Regions from separate parts of the Mus musculus genome. Here region 1 is linked to region 2. A link is a contact called in public promoter capture Hi-C data. All regions are on one chromosome and are shown on one strand. The core of a region is the stretch at or near the end of the contact, and the rest is flanking DNA. Distances in the headings are between cores, read along the strand shown. Region 1 overlaps Nap1l4 (nucleosome assembly protein 1-like 4). Region 2 has its middle 27 kb from the start of Cdkn1c.

The links. Capture Hi-C pulls out chosen DNA fragments and counts their contacts.
Region 1: a contact with region 2 is called in a promoter capture Hi-C map of adipose tissue. The contact joins two enhancer-like sites. A contact is called at or near these places in 5 of 39 promoter capture datasets (3T3-L1-derived adipocytes, cranial neural crest, embryonic stem cells and 2 more) and 2 of 9 other capture datasets (adipose tissue and pancreatic islet).

The regions. Positions count from the first base shown.
Region 1 is chr7:143,536,611-143,540,604 of GRCm38.p6, reverse strand. Nap1l4 (nucleosome assembly protein 1-like 4) reads left to right here. Exons shown (of 16, transcript NM_008672.3): 3 at 359-417; 4 at 2,289-2,388. Among named protein-coding and RNA genes, the nearest start is that of Gm23297, 7.1 kb to the right of the region's middle. Within about 2 kb of position 2,469, at least 14 of the 459 cell types and tissues checked have an H3K27ac peak or open chromatin away from gene starts, as enhancers often do. A contact at or near this core is called in adipose tissue, where this site is marked.
Region 2 is chr7:143,432,043-143,436,194 of GRCm38.p6, reverse strand. No RefSeq gene overlaps it. Among named protein-coding and RNA genes, the nearest start is that of Cdkn1c, 27 kb to the left of the region's middle. Within about 2 kb of position 2,439, at least 9 of the 459 cell types and tissues checked have an H3K27ac peak or open chromatin away from gene starts, as enhancers often do. A contact at or near this core is called in adipose tissue, where this site is marked.

The DNA.
Region 1 (3,994 bases), core at 1,220-3,719, 100 kb before region 2:
GGAGCTGGGTGGGTGTGATCTGTTTAGATGGGAGGAAGTCTCCCTTAAATAACACAGGTGTGACCATGTTGTCTTGTTTGTTTGTCCGTGGGGGACAAGGTCTTGTGTAGCTCTAGCTGTCCTGCAACTTACTATGTAGAAAAGGCTGGCCTTGAAGTCACAGAGATAAACCTGCTGTTGCCTCTCAAGTGCTAGGATAAAAGGCATGGTGCAGCATGCCCAGCTAGTGTTGTCTTCACCTGACCTGGAGTCTCTTGCTGTACAGACAGACCCTAATACATTGGATAAACACTGAAAATGCCAATTGGTTCTATCTCTGAGATTCTGTTCATAATACTTTGTAAACTTGTTGTTTTAGTCTTTCAGATGGAGGCCCTGCAGATTCTGTGGAAGCTGCTAAAAATGCCAGTAATACAGGTCAGTGCAGTGGATGAAGCAGTGATTAGAGAGGGTTTCTTCTCCAGAACCAGTTTGTTACTATAAATGACCTAAGTGTCAGAATGTTAACCAGACTAGCACCCAACTTTCCTCTCCTGCTTATTCTGAAGCAAAACCTAGAAGTATGTTTGTGTATGTAAATTCACATGCAGTCATGTTCAGTGCACATTTGATTGAATATATACACACACTAATAATGATAAAATGGAAAAAATCTTAACTGTCTCTGAGCAGGCTGTGTAGACCATCATATAATTCTAGCACTTGGGAGTCCAAGCAGGAGAATCTTAAGTTCCTGGTGGGCCTGGATTGTATAAGAGAGGAATTGTTCAACTCCATCACCTAGTGAAGGACAGTTCCTATTCTCTTGGTGTCTCCTTTTATGGGGGGTGGGGGGCAGGTTCTAAATAATAGTTCAGTGTTACAAGTTCAGAACAAAGGCATGTGAGAAGGTCAGAGTACTTTTTGCAGGTAGGTTTGGGTGGGGAAACGGCTTTCTAGGGAAGAGGGCAGTCTGGGGAAAGCCATCTCTTTGAACTAAGTGGGTGAATGCTTTAGAAGCTAATCTTGTCCTTGTCCCTGGCTTCCAACACCAATGGGACTGGGGAGCAAGGTGTAACCAGAGTTAATTACCAGCCCCTGAAAGTTGGTAGTCAGTGATCTTGGGGACCTAGGCTGGCTACAGGCAGGAGCCTCTGTCGCCACCTGCCCACTAGGGTGATTAACAAAGATACTTTTTGTTTTGTTTCGAGACAGGGTTTCTTTGTGTAACCCTGGCTGTCCTGGAACTGGCTAGATCAGGTAGACCAGGCTGGCCTCAAACTCAGAGATCTACCTGCCTCTCCCACCCTGCCCCCATTCCCCCATCCCAAAGATACTTTTTTTTTTTTAAAAGATTTATTTATTTCGTGTATGTGAGTACACTGTTGTTTTCTTCAGACACACTAGAAGAGGGCATCGGATCCCCATTACAGATGGTTGTGAGCCACATGTGGTTACTGGGAATTGAACTCAGGACCTCTGGAAGAGCAGTCAGTGCTCTTAACTGTTGAGCCATCTCTCCAGCCCCCAAAAGATACTTTTAAGATACAAGTCTCTAAACAAGTATTTTACTATATTTAGAAATTTAGGAGCAAAGATAAGTAAACATGTGTTGGGGATTTTTATATTTGTTTATTTTAAAGCAAGTGTGGTCTGAGATGCTACAGTTTCTTCTTATCTGGACCCAACACAAGCCTCTTTTCTTATACGGAATTCTGGCTTAAAAGCACTAGGTGATGTGTACTACTTTTTTTTTTTTTTTTTGAGATATCTCTTTGTAGATCTCTGGGCATCCCTGGCTGTCCTGGAACTCATTATGTAGTTTAACCCCAGAATTCAGATTGTCCTCCTCTTCTTTCTGAGTGCTGAGATAACAGCCTGTGCTGATATTTCTAACAGACATTTGTGGTAATAAGGATTTAGCCCCAGGGCTTCATATGCTAGGCAAGTAGTATACTATTGAGTTACAGTCCAGCACTCTTGTGGGTTTTTTTTTTGTTTGGTTGGTTTTTTTGGTTTTTTGAGACAGGGTTTCTCTGTGTAGCCCTGGCTGTCCTGGAACTCACTGTGCAGATCTGGCTGGCCTCGAACTCAGAAATCCACCTGCCTCTGCCTCTCGAGTGCTGGGATTAAAGGCGTGTGCCACCACGCCCAGCTTCTTGTGGGTGTTTTATTTTGAGATAAGGAAGGTCTGGCATGGCATTTCCTTACTTAGCCTTTTGAGTAGCTGGGTTGACCAGCCTGAGATCCAGGTTGGTGTTGGGGTTCTAGGCTGCTAAATAATTATTCTCATTTCCAACTCCTCATAGAAAAACTCACAGACCAGGTGATGCAGAACCCACAAGTGCTGGCAGCTTTGCAGGAACGTCTTGACAACGTCTCTCACACTCCTTCTAGTTACATAGAAACGTAAGTCCATAGCCAGTTAAGCAACAGAACAAATATCTTTGTGTCTTAGAGGAGCAGCAATTGTGTTATTCATAACTCAGGAGCAGCTCCTCTTGTCTGCTTGGTAGTGCACAGTACCACCACGTGGCTGGTAGACGACTCAGCTAAGAAGCTAGAGTGCTATTTGGCCAACTGTGGGACACTTGTACTTTTACCCTTGTCAGGAAGCCTGTGTCCTGTGTCCTGGCTCTGTTGTATGGTAGAAATGAGACATTGCTTCTCAGGGCCTCCCTGTTTGCCTTCTGGAAGAAATGAGCCACCTCAGGCTCCATGTCCAGTTGGGTAAGGCTTAGCTGTTACAATAGGAGGAGACATTCCTTGTGTCCATTTAGAAACCTTTCTGGGTTTACTCTACTCAGTGGGTACAGTTCGTTTTAGTTCTGTTTGGCATTCCTTGTTTGTTTGTTTGTTTGTTTGTGGAGTAGGTGGTAGGATATAGTGAGGGGTTTGAGAATGGTGTCTGGTTTTCTGGTTTTGCTTACTGAGACAGGCACAGGGTGATGATAGCTTGTGAGAACATGGCCTCACATATCTGTTGGGCCAGCACTGGCTGTTTATGTGGACCTGTATTCAAATTTACTGTGAACATGTTTTCACCTGGTGGCATTATTTTTCAGGTTTTAATTGAAACAATTTTATAGGTTAAATTCCTTTTTCTTTCCTTTCATACTCAAGACAGGGCTTCTCTGTGTAGCCCTGGTTATCCTGGAACTTACTCTGTAAACCAGGCTGACTTCAGAACTCAAGAGATTCACCTATCTCTGCCACCTGCAAGCTGAGGCTAAAGGCATGTGCCACCACTTCCCCTGCATGGTTTTGTTTTGTTTGTTTGTTTGTTTTCCTTTTGATTTTAGGAGTGCTCATACAAAGAAAGAAAAGAAACTGTGGAACCAAGGCAAAGAAACTCTTAGCTGGTACGATTAGGAGAGAGAATTCTATGAGGTTGTCCATAGACTTCATGTTCAGTTCTAGCATCAGGGCCTACATGCCCGAGTCCTTGTCAGCCAGCCTGTGTCTAGTCCTTGTGTGGGAGTTCTGCTTTTGCTCTTTATTATTATTTCATCCCGTTGTACGTATGTAGCGGTCAGAAGATAGTTTAAAAGAGTTGGTTTTCTCGTTCTACCTTGTGATTCTCACGGACCTAACTTCTCAGGTCATTAGGCTTGGTAGCAAGCGCCCTTACCAACTGAGCCATCTCTTTGGTGGGCTTTTGTTTTAAATTATGAGTGTATGTGTGTGTGCATGCACGCTTGAGTACAGATACACATTGACACCAGAGGCATCTGATTTCCCTAGAGCTAGAGTAATTTTAAGTCACTCAGCGTGAGTGTTAGGAACTGAACTCGGATCTTCTGTAAGAGTGGCAAGTACTGTTGAGCCATTCCAGCCCCAGTCTTTGCTTTTTTTGAAAGATAAAATCTTGCGTGGTAGCCTAGTCTGAGCTTGAATTTACTATGTAGCCAAACAAGCCTTGAACATCTGATCCTTCTTCATCCACTTTTCAAGTGTTAAGATTATAGGTGCATAACACCATGCCCAGAGCCCCACTTGTTTTGTTTTTCGTGTA
Region 2 (4,152 bases), core at 1,190-3,689:
CTCCATTTGCATAAAGATATGAGTTCAATCCCCAGAACCCATTTTTTTTAAAAAAGGTAGCCCAAGTTTGTAATCCCACACTGGACAGGTGAAAACAGGGCCCAGCCATCCTAGCCTGATCTGCTAGCTTTAGGTCAATGAAAGACAGGGTGGACAGGCACATGAAGAGTGACATCCTGGGGTGTCCTGCATGTGGGCATACTCCAGCTACATTGGGATTCCATCTGACTCCGGTCTGATCTGAATGGCAGTCATCAAGAACAATAACAAACACTGGCCAGGCTGTAGAAAAGAGTTCCCTTGTACACTACACTGCTGGCGGGGAACGAAACTAGTCCAGCCACTCTAGAAATCAGTATGAAGGTTTGTCAAAAAACTAACAACGGGTTTTCCATATGACCCAACTATACACTCCTGGTTATTTACCCAAAGGCCTCTAAGTCAACACATCACCAAGATACCTACCTGCACGTTGCCGCTCATCACGGCATTATGCATAATGGCTGAGGTATGGGGGCAGCCTAGGTATGTGAGAAAAGGTGCCTGAGTACAGAGAAGGTGGTTTATATATACAATGGGACTTTTTTCCCCCCTAGTTGCAGAAAAGAATGAAGTGAGGTGGTTTGAAAGAAAATGTATTCAACAGGAGCCAATCACATCAAGTGAGCTGTCAGTCTCAGAAAGACAAATGTGGCAAGTGTCCTTTGTGGGTCCTAGACTTCAGAGATGACATAAAGTCATGTATGCACTGATGGTAGGAAAATAGAAGCAGAAACTCTGGGAAACAATGGGAGGGAGGCCATAAGGGAGGATGGCGGAGAATGGGGGGGAGGGGAGTAACAAAGTAAATCATAGACTAGGCTGGACATGGCCTTGCAGTAGAATAATTAATAAATAAAAATGACGATGATAAAGAACTGGGGAAATAGCTCAGTCATTAAGTCTTTGTCTTGAGAGCATGAAGACCTGTCTTCAGTCCCTAGCCTAGCCTACTTGATAGGCTCCAGGCCCATGTGAGACCCTGTCTGAAAAAGAAAAAAAAAAAAAACATAGTGGACAGACCAAGGAACGGCATTCAAGGTTGACATCCGGCTCTCACACACATATACACATATTGTGCATCCGGAACATATGTGTGCACTTACATCTGAATAATGACACACAAAATAACAATAATGAACTGGATGCTTGCTGGGTGTGGAGTTTGTGTAACAAGGATCCTGGGTGTATTTGGTGTCTGGGGCCCTGGGGTGTGAGCACACAGGGGATCCTATATGGGAATGGTATAGGGGGCTTTGCTCTGTGTAGTAGAGCTATGGTCCTGGCAGTAGGGCTGGTGGAGAACAGGGAGAGCCAGTTCCTCTTTGCCCATACTAGGCACCTCCTACTCTTGACCAGCCAGGTCTCAGGCCTCCAGAAAACAGTCTGGTGTGCTCAAGGATGTGAGTGACCACAGCCCCTTGGTAGTTGTCTTCAGGGGTTCTTGCATCCAGTTTGAGCTGGCTTCCTGCATGTCAGCATTCCTTGATCTCCAAGGGTTCTCCTTGTCAACTATCCCTGTCATCTGTTCGAGGATACTACTTTATCTATAGAGGATGATATCTGCTGAAAGCAGGGAGTCTAGAGCCACATTGGAAGGCTTTGTGTTCAGTTCTGTAGGATGGTCAGGAGTTTGGCAAATAGAGAAGGAAGGAAGGGGCAATTTGGTCTGAGGTGGTGGCATTGGGCAAGTCAGGACTGCAGTAGGTAGAGAACAGGGTGCCAGGCCTTGACTGGGTTCTTCCCAGGGTTTCAAGTCCCTGCTTCCTACCTCTTACCCACAGGGTTCTCTTTTCAGGGTATCTAGAGTGGACAGGTATGGCTGCAGGACCATCAGCCTCACAGAAGAGCTGAGAGGAGAGGCAGCCAGCCCAGTTTTCCCAATCCTCAGGAGAGGCAGTCTGGGAGCCTGGGACTTGGGGGTGGAATCTAGCTAGAGGGGCAGCCCAGCAGGTAATGGAGAAAGGGCACCTTCTCAGCATCCAGGCCTGCCTCAACTGGTGAGCAGTGCCTCAGGGGCTTCAGTCTGTGTTTATCTCCTGTTCTTTTAGCCTCCTGCTTCCTGCCCAACTGGTAAGCAGCCTTTGAGCTAGGTCTCCTCCATTCATCTGCCCACTTAGGGAGGATGGTGAATTGAACACTGGGTAGAGTTAGCTCTTTTCAGCTCTATTCCAGAGGAACTAGGCCTGTGGATAAGGGCCCAGCCTTAGTTCTAGATCATAGCACAAGGCAGGGGCAGGGCAGGGAAGTCCCTAATCCTGCTCTGGGCTGCCCTGTCTGTGAAGTTCTGGAGGTAGCTGCCTTCTTTACCGATGCTCCCTGTTGTCCTGGGTCTCAGGGTGAAATACATCCTACTCCTCTCTGCTCCTGGTGTGGGCCCCAGGATTTCCTTAGGGTTTTGGTGGTACTGGTCCTACGTGCGGAAGCAGTTGCCGAGTTGGCAGGCTGGCTCCTCTGAGGGCTGAATGGGCATTCTGCCCCGCCACCTTCGGCTGTCATCTGCTGCTGGGATTCAGTTTCCTAGAGCAGGAATGGCTGCAGGTGGATTCTGGAGGCCGCGGGACTTTATGGCTCATAAGGCTGGCTCCCTGGGGAACAGGGCCCAGAGTGCTGCAAGAAAGCAATCTGCTGGTGGTGACCTGAGGCCTCTCTGCTCCTGGCAGCAAGAGGGACTACTCGGGGCAAGGGTGCCAGGCCTTGGCAGGGCTCTCTGGAAGCCGGGCCAGCTGGGTGCTGCATAACTGAAGCCCTTGCATGCATTTAGGACACACAGGAATGGTAGAGTGCTTTGAGGACAGTTCCCAGGCTGGTGGCTGAGGGGAGGTTAGAGGGATTTGTATCTGGGGATAAGGGAGTGGGATTGGCTTCTGTTGCCCTTCTGCAGCTGCAGCTCTAGAGGATTGCCCTCTCTGTGCACTTTGACAGAGCTATTCGTGGTCTGGGTGGTGTATGGGAGGGAGGCATGGCTTCCTCCAGTCTCTTAGAACCGTTTCTTGAACTCTGTGCTAATTGAGCCAAGCAGATTAACCAAAGGAACCCCGTTTTGATTTTACAGATATGTATACACACCCCTGCAGAGTCAGCTGACTTTAAGGCTGAGCAGGGGGCAGAGCCCCTGAGGTGAGGGGTGTTGTGTGGGTTGGCAAACTGTTTTGCTATTTGGAGCTGACTTCAGGTATCAGAGGTAGCCTTCCAGCTTTCAGAGCTTTGAGGGACACTGTGTGGAGGTAGTCTCCTGTGTCCTGTAGCCTGGAGGCTATCAGCATATGAAAGCCACCTGCTTCACCAGTCAGCCCCTGACCTCCATCCTGGCAAAGGGCAGAGATTCCTGGATGGGCTACAGGGACCCAGGGAGTTCTTCCAGGTATTCAGTTTACATCCTGTTCTTAAAATGGCCTTGCTCCGCCTATTGAATGGAGAGTGACCACAACAGCATCCAGTGAGAGTTGTGGAGGCTGGGAATGGGGGAATGTGTGGCAAATGCTTTATAAGCTCAAAGCCCTTGACCATAAGGGCTCCCCCTCCTCACTTCCTGGGCTGTACCTGTCTCCCCCCCATCCCCCACACACACTGAAGGGTGTAGCCACTGTTTTGGGTGGTTTGGGTTGAGTCACTCAATTATTTGACTCTCCTATCCAACTCTCCTAAGTGGCTCCACAGGATCTGGCCAGGCCAGATGGGACAATGGGCCTTCTGAGCCACCCTTCTTCCTATATACTTGGTAGATTTTTCTTGTCCCTTAAAACAACGAAAAGATCTGGCCAGATGGGACAATGGGCCTTCTGAGCCACCCTTCTTCCTATATACTTGGTAGATTTTTCTTGTCCCTGAAAACAACGAAAAGATCTGCATGGTCCAGAGGCTGTGACAAGCCTCCCTCCCCAGGCAAAGCTCACAGGTGCCTCACTTTCTTTTTCTGTAAGTCCATAAACACTGGTTCTCAGCTATTGAAGGTTTGGAAGGTGGTATCAGCTTCCTGAATAGAGCAGGCCATGCAGGTTTGTCTAGGCCATATGGTGATGAGCTGGAGAGCTGGAGAAGAATAGGCCTAGCTTTGGGCACCACAGCACTAGGAGCCTCACTGCTGAGCCAGCCTGGTTTGGAGCAGACCCA